Regions from separate parts of the Mus musculus genome. Here region 2 is linked to region 1. A link is a contact called in public HiChIP or PLAC-seq data. All regions are on one chromosome and are shown on one strand. The core of a region is the stretch at or near the end of the contact, and the rest is flanking DNA. Distances in the headings are between cores, read along the strand shown.

Region 1 (5,106 bases), core at 2,274-4,773:
GGTGGCACATGCCTTTAATCCTCCTTTAAGGAGATCTCGGTGAGTTGGAGGCCAGCTTCACTCATCTACATAATGTATTCCAGGCTAGCTGGGGCTACATAGCAAGAACTTTTCTCCAAAAAAATTCATCATAAAATCATAAAAACAAGAGCTTTAGCAGTGGTTCTCAATCTGTGGGTCATGACTCCTTCGGAGATTGAACAATCCTTTTATAAGGGTTACATATCAGATATTTTACAATAAATTATAAATTTGAAAAAGCAAAATTACAATTATAAAGTAGCAATGAAAATAATGTTTTGATCGGGGTCACCACATCCTGAGTAAAGGATCAGGGCATTAGAAAGGCTGCGGACCACTGGCTTAGAATGTAGCTCAGTGCTACAGGATTTGCCTCCCATGTACAAGGACTTAGGTTTGCTTTCCAGAACCACAAAATAACATAACAATAAACCATCTATCAGAATGGACTAATTAACTTAATTTTTTAAAAGAAAACATAGCCGAGTGTGGTGGCGCACGACTTTAATCCCAGCACTCGGGAGGCAGAGGCAGGTGGATTTCTGAGTTCGAGGCCAGCCTGGTCTACAGAGTGAGTTCCAGGACAGCCATGGCTACACAGAGAAGCCCTGTCTCGAAAAAGAAACCAAAAAAAAAAAAGGAAGAAAGAAAGACAAAAGAAAAAAGAAGACATTATTATAAAGCTTACTGAAACCCTGCATCTTGGTCTTAGAACCACATCCCCAAAGCTGGAGTTTATACAAAATCAACATACTTAATATTATGCACTTGTACTTTCTAATGCTTTAAAATTCTGTTTTTGTTTAGGACAGATAACAAACTGGCCTCTGGTGATAAAGCCCAACATCCAAGTGTGCCCATGTACTAGGACTCTCCATGAATCTCCCCCCCAGGAACTAACAAGCCTGAAAGCTTATTGTCATTGGAAGTTAAGAACAGTGAAAAAATTCCACTCCCTCTTTCCAACTGTCTCAATTCATACTTTAATAAAAGTGTTAGTTTACTCTCAGTGTTAGGTCCATCTTAACAGTGGCTAATTTAAGTAAATCTATACAAAAGCAGTTATTTTACAATAGTTCTCATTGAGAATTCAAAATTCTAGAACATAATTAATAAATCTTTCTAAGTCAGAAGACACAAGGAGTTCCTGACTAAAATCTCTTCTTAAGAATTCTGAAATTGCAAAGGAGAGGAAAAAAGAATTCACTCTGAGCCGGGTGTGGTGGCGCACACCTTTAATCCCAGCACTCGGGAGGCAGAGTCAGGAGGATCTCTGAGTTCCAGGCCAGCCTGGTCTACAGAGTGAGTTCCAGGACAACCAGGGCTATAAAGAAAAACCCTGTCTCGAAAAGCCAAAAAAAAAAAAAAGAATTCACTCTGAAGCAAATCCTGGGCTGGGGATGTGGGTCAGGAGCCGAGTACTTGTATAGCAAATGTGGGTAAAGCCCTGGAGATTCAATCCTCAGTACTATAAAATAAACAAATAATCCAGGAGTGGTGGTACAAGCCTTTAAAAACCGCAAAGGCAGGCAATGCTATTATTTCGCCTGGAGTGAGTTCCACGACAGAGCTACATAGCAAGAACCTGTCTTTAAAAAAAGGAGAGAGCCGGGCGTGGTGGCGCACGCCTTTAATCCCAGCACTTGGGAGGCAGAGGCAGTCGGATTTCTGAGTTCGAGGCCAGCCTGGTCTACAAAGTGAGTTCCGGGACAGCCAGAGCTACACAGAGAAACCCTGTCTCAAAAAAAAAAAAAAAAACCAAAAAAAAAAAAAAAAAAAAGGAGAGATAGGGCTGAAGCTGAAGAGATGACTCAGCAGAGTGCTGGCTGCTCTTTCAGGGAACCACAGCCACCACCACTCCCCAACCCACACCCACCCCAGTTCAATTTCTAGCACCCACACGGCAGCTCACACCTGTCTGTAACACCAGTTCAGGGACACACAGACATAAATGCTGATAAAACATTAAAAAGCCATTATCAATCGACTTAAGATCCATCACAAACAGAACCACAGTCTGATGGATATTTAACTACTCCCATGATGTCCTGGGGGTGTCACTCAGGCACCCCTTCACCTCATTCTGTTTCACATTTAACTCAATCTGTGGCATCAATCAAACAGTGGATTAAACTCCTTGCTTTAGAGTTTAGTTAAAAATTACACAACTGTGAGCTAATTAACATCTGAGCCTAAATTTCTAAAGTGGAAAATAGTGACAGGTGAAATTACAGAGCCTTTTAGACATTGCTAGAGTAATAGTAATTGATTACATTTCTGCTATTCATTTCACCTCTAAGCATTTCCTACTCTATTATCCAAAAACCTGATAATATTCAAAGCTAAACTGAGAGGAAACTGGTTCTATTTCTGGTCTCTACATAATTTACTCAAGTTGTTAAGATCTTAAATATCTATTGTCAGTGGTCTCAGCAGCCAAGGCTATATCATTTTGTCTCAGTAGATTAATATGTCTTAGCTAATTGTGAACGCAATTATTTATAAGCTGTAGCACATACTCAACATAGGCATGCACGTGAGAAAACAACCCTGACGGCCATACAGGAAAGAATAGTTCTAATCTGCTCTTACGTAAAAGTAAATGTACCAGATTCTCTATAATTTATGTATATGTAGTGTTTACATTATTAACTGCAACTTAATGTAACTGCAAACTTGATATAGGTAACATGCTAGAAACTTAAGACTTCCTTTTTTTCTTTTCTTTCTTTTTTTTTTTTCCGAGACAGGGTTTCTCTGTGCAGCCCTGGCTGTCCTGGAACTCACTCTGTAGACCAGGCTGGCCTTGAACTCAGAAATCCGCCTGCCTCTGCCTCCTGAGTGCTGGGATTAAAGGCGTGCGCCACCACGCCCAGCGAAATTTAGACTTTCAAATGAAGTTATAAGCAAACAGTTAATCATTTTAAAGAATACTGATCCATGAAATTGTGTAAATTTAAGCCAACCTACTTTGCCAAATATAGACATTAACTACTTCTTAGGGACACTGAGATAAAATAAGAACTTATTCTATCTAAAGGACTTTAAATTTTCTGTTGTTTGGCACTGGGGGTGGGAGGTGGTCAAGTAAAACCATGATCTATCTGAACTTCTAAGTGGTAAGTTCTATTAGCACATTATCTAAAATAAAGTAATGTAAACATATAGGTGGAAAATTCATTCTATTTTAACACACTATACACACTGGTCTTCAGATTTCTGGAGAAGTTACAAGAGCCCCAAACATCTATTCAAGCAAAATATAAACCTAAATCTCTTGGGTTGTATCTACATTCAAAGTTGTACTGTCTAAGAAAGCAATCAGTCACATGTGAGTATTTTAAATTCAACAAAACCGAAGGTTGTTGGGGGAGGGGGTTTTGTACAGTTTTGTACAGTGTATTCAGATGCTGATGGACCTGCCAGCAGTCTGGAGGTTGGCATTGTCATGGTATTTGGAGCATCTCCTGTCTCAAAGATGTGTAAAAACTCTTTTCTATCACCTCAGATTGGTTAATAAAATCTAATTCAGCCTATAGCTGAGCAGAAGTGAATAAGGTGGGGCTTCTGATCAGAGTCAGGGGTTCCCAAAAAGAGAGGGAGAGAGATGAGAGAAGAGGAAGAAGAGAGACCTGGAGAAGGACAGGACGACTGGCTGGTGGCAAGCAGATCAGCAGGGAGTTGCCAAGAGGACACACATGGAAAAGCACGAGCCAGGGTAAGAAGACTCAGATTGCAGGTAAAGAACCACGTGGCTGGGAAGTAGGCAGCCATTGAGGGTTAGAATAGATGACTATATGGCCAGCATAGTGCCTACAGTTTAATAACTTTATTAGTTCTCTGTGTTATACTCAGAAGCTAAAACGGACTACAATGGTGGGCATACAAATGCCCTGCTGTTAATTGGGAGCAAAAAGGGCAAAGAAAAGCCCTCAGAATTCCATTTACAGAAGGTAGGGTTGGGGAGGGAGGCAGCACTACCTTTCATGTTGGTGTCTTGCAACATTGTAGCTGTTCCTGGGCATCTGCTGTACCAGTTACCAGCTGCCATGAGCCAGCCTGGTAGGCTACACTAGCCAAATTCTGAGCATGAACTATGAGCAGTTCCATGCCAGTGAAAGCTAGGTGCCCAGACACAGATGGAGTTCTTACAGCCAGTCTCTCATGCTCCGACATGACACAATATTCAGTATAACTATTTTTTACCACAATAAAAAGCAGCAGGTACAGCTGCTGCACTTGAGCTCTGCTACCACCAAAGATGCCTTTGTGTACTTAGGGAGCACAACTGTGGAGCCTGGCGGTGTCATGGCCCTGGGGACTCCCATTATACTGGATGGCCTTGATGGTCCAAGGAGCCCTCTTGAAAACAGTGCCATCTACTTGGATGGAAAAAGGGATGCATTAGGTGGCACAATGGGATGTCACAGTTGGGATTAGATACCATGTGACAAAAGGTGAGAGAACTCAAGAAAATTGCTCACACTGGGAAAATAGAGAATATGAGTAATGACAAGAGAAGAAATTAAGGAGACCTGTGGTTGTAGACAAACTGATGCCAAAAATTTGGTAAGAAGCCAAAAATTCCCTTAGGAAACCCCCCCCCCCCCCAAATCACTGTGACAAACTACGACCCCAAGGAAGGGTCTCTCATCTCAGCTGATCATCTAAAGATACCTCAAGAAAACCTACTCTATGGTTCTAAGGGATAATCCATACCTGTGTCCTTTCCTCCTCAGGGCTCTTGATCAAGGTAGTTATATTAGGGGTATATTTTCTACCTTGTTAAAAGCCTGATATGGTATTATCATATTATAGCTACAATAGAGGACAATACAGAACTGGATTTTGCTAATCTAGAAACTTGGGACCAAAACATTCTACTATATGACCTCCTCTGCATAATAACAATTGAGAATCCCTTTGCCTTACCTAACTCCATACCTAGAATTCTGTCTGACCCACCCATGAAGCTGAAGCATCTTTCCCACATAGCATAATCTACAGGGGTGGGCTACCACTAAGTAGACTGCTTCTGAACAATGTCCCTTAAAAGTCAAAACCTGAGTTTGCAGAGTATATTAA
Region 2 (5,056 bases), core at 1,948-4,447, 2.4 Mb before region 1:
GATATGGCAGAACAGCCTGTGATCTCAGCACTCAGGAGGCTGAGACAGGAAGACTGCTGTGAGCTCAAGACAAACACGGACCACACAGGGATATTCTGTCTCAAATAAAGAACATGGTCCACTCAGGAGGCAGAGGCAGGCAGATTTTTGAGTTCGAGGCCAGCCTGGTCTCCAAAGTGAGTTCCAGGACAGCCAGGGCTATACAGAGAAACCCTGTCTCAAAAAAAAAGAACATGGTCATCTGAAGGACCATGGGATGGCTCTGACATTGAATGTTCAGCATATAAGAAACCCCACCACAAACCAAACAAACACAAAGTCTTAGCTTCAGCACAGGAGATTTGCCTGAACATTCATTATAGGAATAGTAAGATACATTCACTTTTTTTTCTGTAGCCCTAGATCTAATTTAATCCCAGTACTTGCCAGGCAGAGGCAGGTGGCGCTCTGTGAATTCAAGGATAACCTGGTCTCCATTTTGAGTTCCAGGCCAGCCAAGGCCATGAAACCCAGCCTAAGCAAAGCAAATCAAATAAACAAACAAAAACAAAAAAGGGGAACAAACAAACGACCTTTCCCAATCCTCAAACTTTTTTTAAGTTAAAAAAAAAAAAAAGCAGATAAATGCCCTTCCCAGCAACATGTGGCAGCTTTAGAAACTCAGTATTTAATAGGATATGAGTAGAGTGAGAGTACTGACAAGGCGGCTACCTATGCCACGACACAACCCAGCACACAGCTCAGGGAGTACAAACAGGCCAGCCGTCTGTTCACTTCTCTGGCCTTCCATGACTCCTAGGCATCCAAACAGAAACATCACAGAGTGCTCCCAGAATGACTAACTGGCCTAACTTGTTCTTTTTACATTTATTTTGCATTTTATTTATTTACCATATGAGTGGGGACATGTGTGTCAAGGCATGCACGTGGAAGGAAGAGGACACTGTGTAGCTGCTGGCTCTCTCCTTCTATTGTGTCAATCCCGGGATTGAATTAAGGCTGTCAGGCTTGGCCACAGCCCTCTCGCCGAGCAATCTTCCAGAGAACAAACAGTAAATCCTGAGGTTTATATGGAAGCACTCAATCAATCCTATGGTTAGCTAATTTCTTCCAACTGTCTTTTTTTTTTTTTTAAGATTTATTTATTTTATATATGTGAGTACACCTAAGAGGGCACAGGATCCCATTAAAGATGGTTGTGAGCCACCATGTGGTTGCTGGGACCTCTGGAAGAACAGCCAGTACTCTTAACCTCTGAGCCATTTCTCCAAACTGTCTTCCAACTGTCTTAGGGGTGAGTTGAAAGAGATCTTTCTGTCCCTTTGGAAGTGGTTCTAAGAAGCTGACCCATCTTCCATTTCTATGATGCAGTCTCCTACCTCTGGGTCCTCAGCATCAATCTGGTTGAGGTGGATGTCTCCTGTTGTAAGCCACTGGAACACAACATCCTGCATTTGAAATGATAAATATAATTAGACACCTGGCTATTTGGGAATGCTAAAGGTCAGGCTAGACAAAATAATTAAAGTAGGGAGAAAAGACAATAGAATTCAAAAAAGGATGATCAGCCTTCTATTGGTAAAATCTCTTTAAAGTAGTGAGAATTTTGTTTTAAAAACCCCGTTATGTATATGAGAATTTTGTCTTGTTTTGTTTTAATCCTAGGTCTGGGATAAGAGGCTGCTTCCCAGCAGGTGGTTATGATTTGCCTCATGCACTAGCAGGGGGTGATTTTGCCAGCTGCAGATAATTGAATTGTGGGGCCTCTGGAGAGGGATTAAACGGGAGAGCTTCAAGAGGTCCTGTGGCAGTTGCTCCTGCTCCTGCTGTTGCTTCCTCTTGCTGTGGTTTGTCACGTGGTCATGAGTAAAGCGACAACAAGAAATTGGAGACAGCCTGAACGAAAAGTGGACTTGTCCCAAGGAACCTGACACCCCTAAATCAACAGGAAGTAGTCTAAAGTGTTCTACACACCCTTAACCCTCTAACCTTTCTCTTCTAACCAGTATTGGGGTTTGGAAGGGATTTGGGCAGAGAGAGAGAGAGAGAGAGAGAGAGTTCGAAGCGTGGTAGATAATAAGAACCCAATAAAATAGACAAAAAAGCATGCCAACTAAAAAGCACGCCAACCTCAGTCTAATGCAACCTTTATCATTCACGTCAGAGCATTCTAACACATTACAAGCCAACACTTCCTAAAACCTGTTCACAATCCTAAAACAACCTTTGCTTTCTGTGATGAGAGTCAAAACTTTTAAAAAACACACCTTTTCATCTTTGGCAATCATAATATGACAAAAATCATAATTATATGTAAAACCCCAGCCTTTGAAAAGCAAACATTGAGGTTTCAGAACACAGTGAAAGGCGCTGAGGCCCAAGCAGAGTGCTTAGTCCACCTCACACTAGACTAGAAGGGCCCATCCACTAACAGGGAGGGCACACACCTTCCTCTGGCAGGTAAGTTGCTAGAGTTCCATCCAGAACATGGCTCAGAAGCCATGAGCTCTTTCAGCTACACTGACAGAGCAAGGCCACACTCACTTCGTTCTTTATCAGTGATCAGTCCTACACATAACTCTAGCTACCCCATGCTGCCACCCCCTCCTACACTCACTAGTCACGACCTTCATTTAGTCCTCATTCTGTCCTGCCTAACTGACTCAGGCTGGCCTCTCCCTTTCTTCCTTCCACACAACAGAGGGGTCTGAGATTGTGGAGGGTTGGTCTATTGCTATGTATTGTAATGCTAAATTCTATGCCAAAGTTCTAGGCCTACCTAGACTTCTCACACTCACAGGCTTTTACTGAGTGGCTTCTCCTGTTTACAAGCTTTTGTTGTGCAAACCTTGTTCCTTGATTTACTATTATAGGTTAAATAAAATTAACTGCAGCCAGTTACTGGAGGGACTAGAGGTGGGTGGGTTTGGAGTCACCTGGTTGGAGGAGGAGGGGGAGCCATGAGCATATGGCCAGGAGAAACAGCAAGTACCTGGGGCACATGGCTAGGGAGGTAGCCAGGCTTGAAGTTAAAAAAATAAATTAAGGGTGACCCCCCGCCAAGTAATTGTCAAAGGCAAATAAAATAACCATAGTCCATTTTGTAAGTGAGTCGGGGGAAGCCTAACTTGTCTGTACACATCCCTGAGCTTAAGCTGCTTGATTTACAAGTCGGGCCCTCCCCAGTTTTCCAAGGTCAGCCACCTCTGATTCAGCAGTACTCTTTCTACATTCGCTCATCTGTATGTCACTCTCTGACATACTATAGACTGCTGTAGAGCAAGGGCTACGGCTGACTCAATACTTTTAGTGCCTACCATGTAATATGTTTAGCATGCTCATGTAAATGAGTAATAAATACACTTATGGGTATTTTCTAATGATATGGAAGACACGAAAGAGAAAAGCTTACCATAATTTTGCTATTTTCTTCTTTATCTAAATATTGGTCACTGAACATATGACACGAACCAAGCACTGCCAGCTTTCCAAAACCTTGGTTCTGTTGATGACAAAGCGATGTTAGATACTTACATCACAAAACACACTGCATGTATCGCTTACCACATTAGCAACTGTCTGATACACCAATAAATGCCAATTCACACATAGCTAATATTTGAAAAATATCAGCTATGAAAACAATTCCCATTTACTTTTTTTTAAAGACCGATTTTTCATTTATGTACAGGAGAGCCTCATCTACAGGAGAACATGTGCAGCACATGCATGACGGAACCTGTGTAGGCTGAGGGGGGCATGCGATCCCCTGGAACTGGAGACACAGGGAGATATGAGCTTCCACGTGGGTTGTGAGCCTATAGTGGGTTCTGAGAACTAAGCAGGCCTCTGCCAGAGCAGCAAGTGCCCCTAGTGGGTTGTGAGCCTGTAGTAGGTTCTGAGAACTAAGCAGGCCTCTGCAAGAGCAGCAAGTGCCCCTAACTACTCAACCATCCTCCATCCCACACTACTACAAAGTATCTTTGCCTTTCTGATAAATATGAAAAAATGGTGATTACCAATATTGCTTAGGTTTCAGTGAGTGAGTCTTTCACCACACTGCTACTAAAATTATCAGTATCTGCAGCCAAAGCTGGAGAGAGAGCTTGGTGGGTGAAGTGCTTATGTGAGCGACCTGAGTGTGAGTCCTGAGTCCCAGCTGAGGTAGCACACGTGTCCATAACCACAGCACTCCTGTGTGGCTATGGGTGTGGAGGGAGAGAAGAGAAAATCCCTGGACCTTTGTGAGCCAGCTAGCCTGGCATACATAGCAGCAACAAAATAAGAGACCTTGTCTCACACAAAGTTCAAGATGAAGATCAACTTCCAAGCTTGTCCTCTGACCTCCATCTGTGTGCCACAGAATACATGTGCCCATAATCACATACGTATGCAGATACATGCATGCATGTGCACACATGCACACATATATCATACACACATAAAGACAAAAAAAATTTAAAAAGAAAAAAAACAAAACCCTGCACCCAACAATCTGAAACACACAGATTCTATATTGCATTCATAATTATAAATAATTAGAAATAAATCCAATTGTTCAGTGGGAAAATAGACTTCAGGTTCTACCTCATAAAAAGCAAGTGCGTCACAGGAAAAATATGACGATTTTGTTGGGGTTTTTTTTTTTTTTTTTTTCAAATCAGGGCATCATTATGTACCCTTGGCTGGCCTGGAACTCAACTCACAGAGCTCCAACTTCCTCTACCCCCCAAATGCTGGGATTAAAGGCATGTGCCTATTATAAAGTGGTTCTATACTTCAACAACATAACAATACCCCCATATCTAAGAAAGTCAATACCTTTGAGTGATAGAAAGCTAGAATGGGTCTGTTCAGTGGGAAGCAGACAGAGCCTGTGGATAGCACGGCCACTGCTGGCTTCATGACGCTCAATGTGGCACCAAAAGGGTAGACAAAGGTGAGAGCCCTGTAAGAAAGCAAACACCCAGGTGACTGCAGAATGGGTTTTCAGAGCATTAAATGGCTCAGCAAGGAAAGACACTTACCACCAACCCTGAGTTCAATCCCCAGAACC

The links. HiChIP or PLAC-seq counts read pairs in DNA pulled down with a chosen protein or histone mark.
Region 2: an H3K27ac HiChIP or PLAC-seq map of embryonic stem cells shows a contact between it and region 1, with 4 times the contacts expected there. The contact joins two enhancer-like sites. A contact is called at or near these places in 2 of 39 promoter capture datasets (liver and pre-B cells) and 3 of 115 datasets of contacts at active chromatin or transcription factors (embryonic stem cells and large pre-B cells).

The regions. Positions count from the first base shown.
Region 1 is chr2:160,654,763-160,659,868 of GRCm38.p6, reverse strand. All of the region lies in intron 2 of Top1 (topoisomerase (DNA) I), which reads right to left. Among named protein-coding and RNA genes, the nearest start is that of Top1, 11 kb to the right of the region's middle. Within about 2 kb of position 3,523, at least 49 of the 459 cell types and tissues checked have an H3K27ac peak or open chromatin away from gene starts, as enhancers often do. A contact at or near this core is called in embryonic stem cells, where this site is marked.
Region 2 is chr2:163,029,627-163,034,682 of GRCm38.p6, reverse strand. It overlaps Ift52 (intraflagellar transport 52), which reads right to left. Exons shown (of 13, transcript NM_172150.5): 7 at 4,822-4,948; 8 at 3,413-3,502; 9 at 1,380-1,448. Among named protein-coding and RNA genes, the nearest start is that of Ift52, 15 kb to the right of the region's middle. Within about 2 kb of position 3,197, at least 23 of the 459 cell types and tissues checked have an H3K27ac peak or open chromatin away from gene starts, as enhancers often do. A contact at or near this core is called in embryonic stem cells, where this site is marked.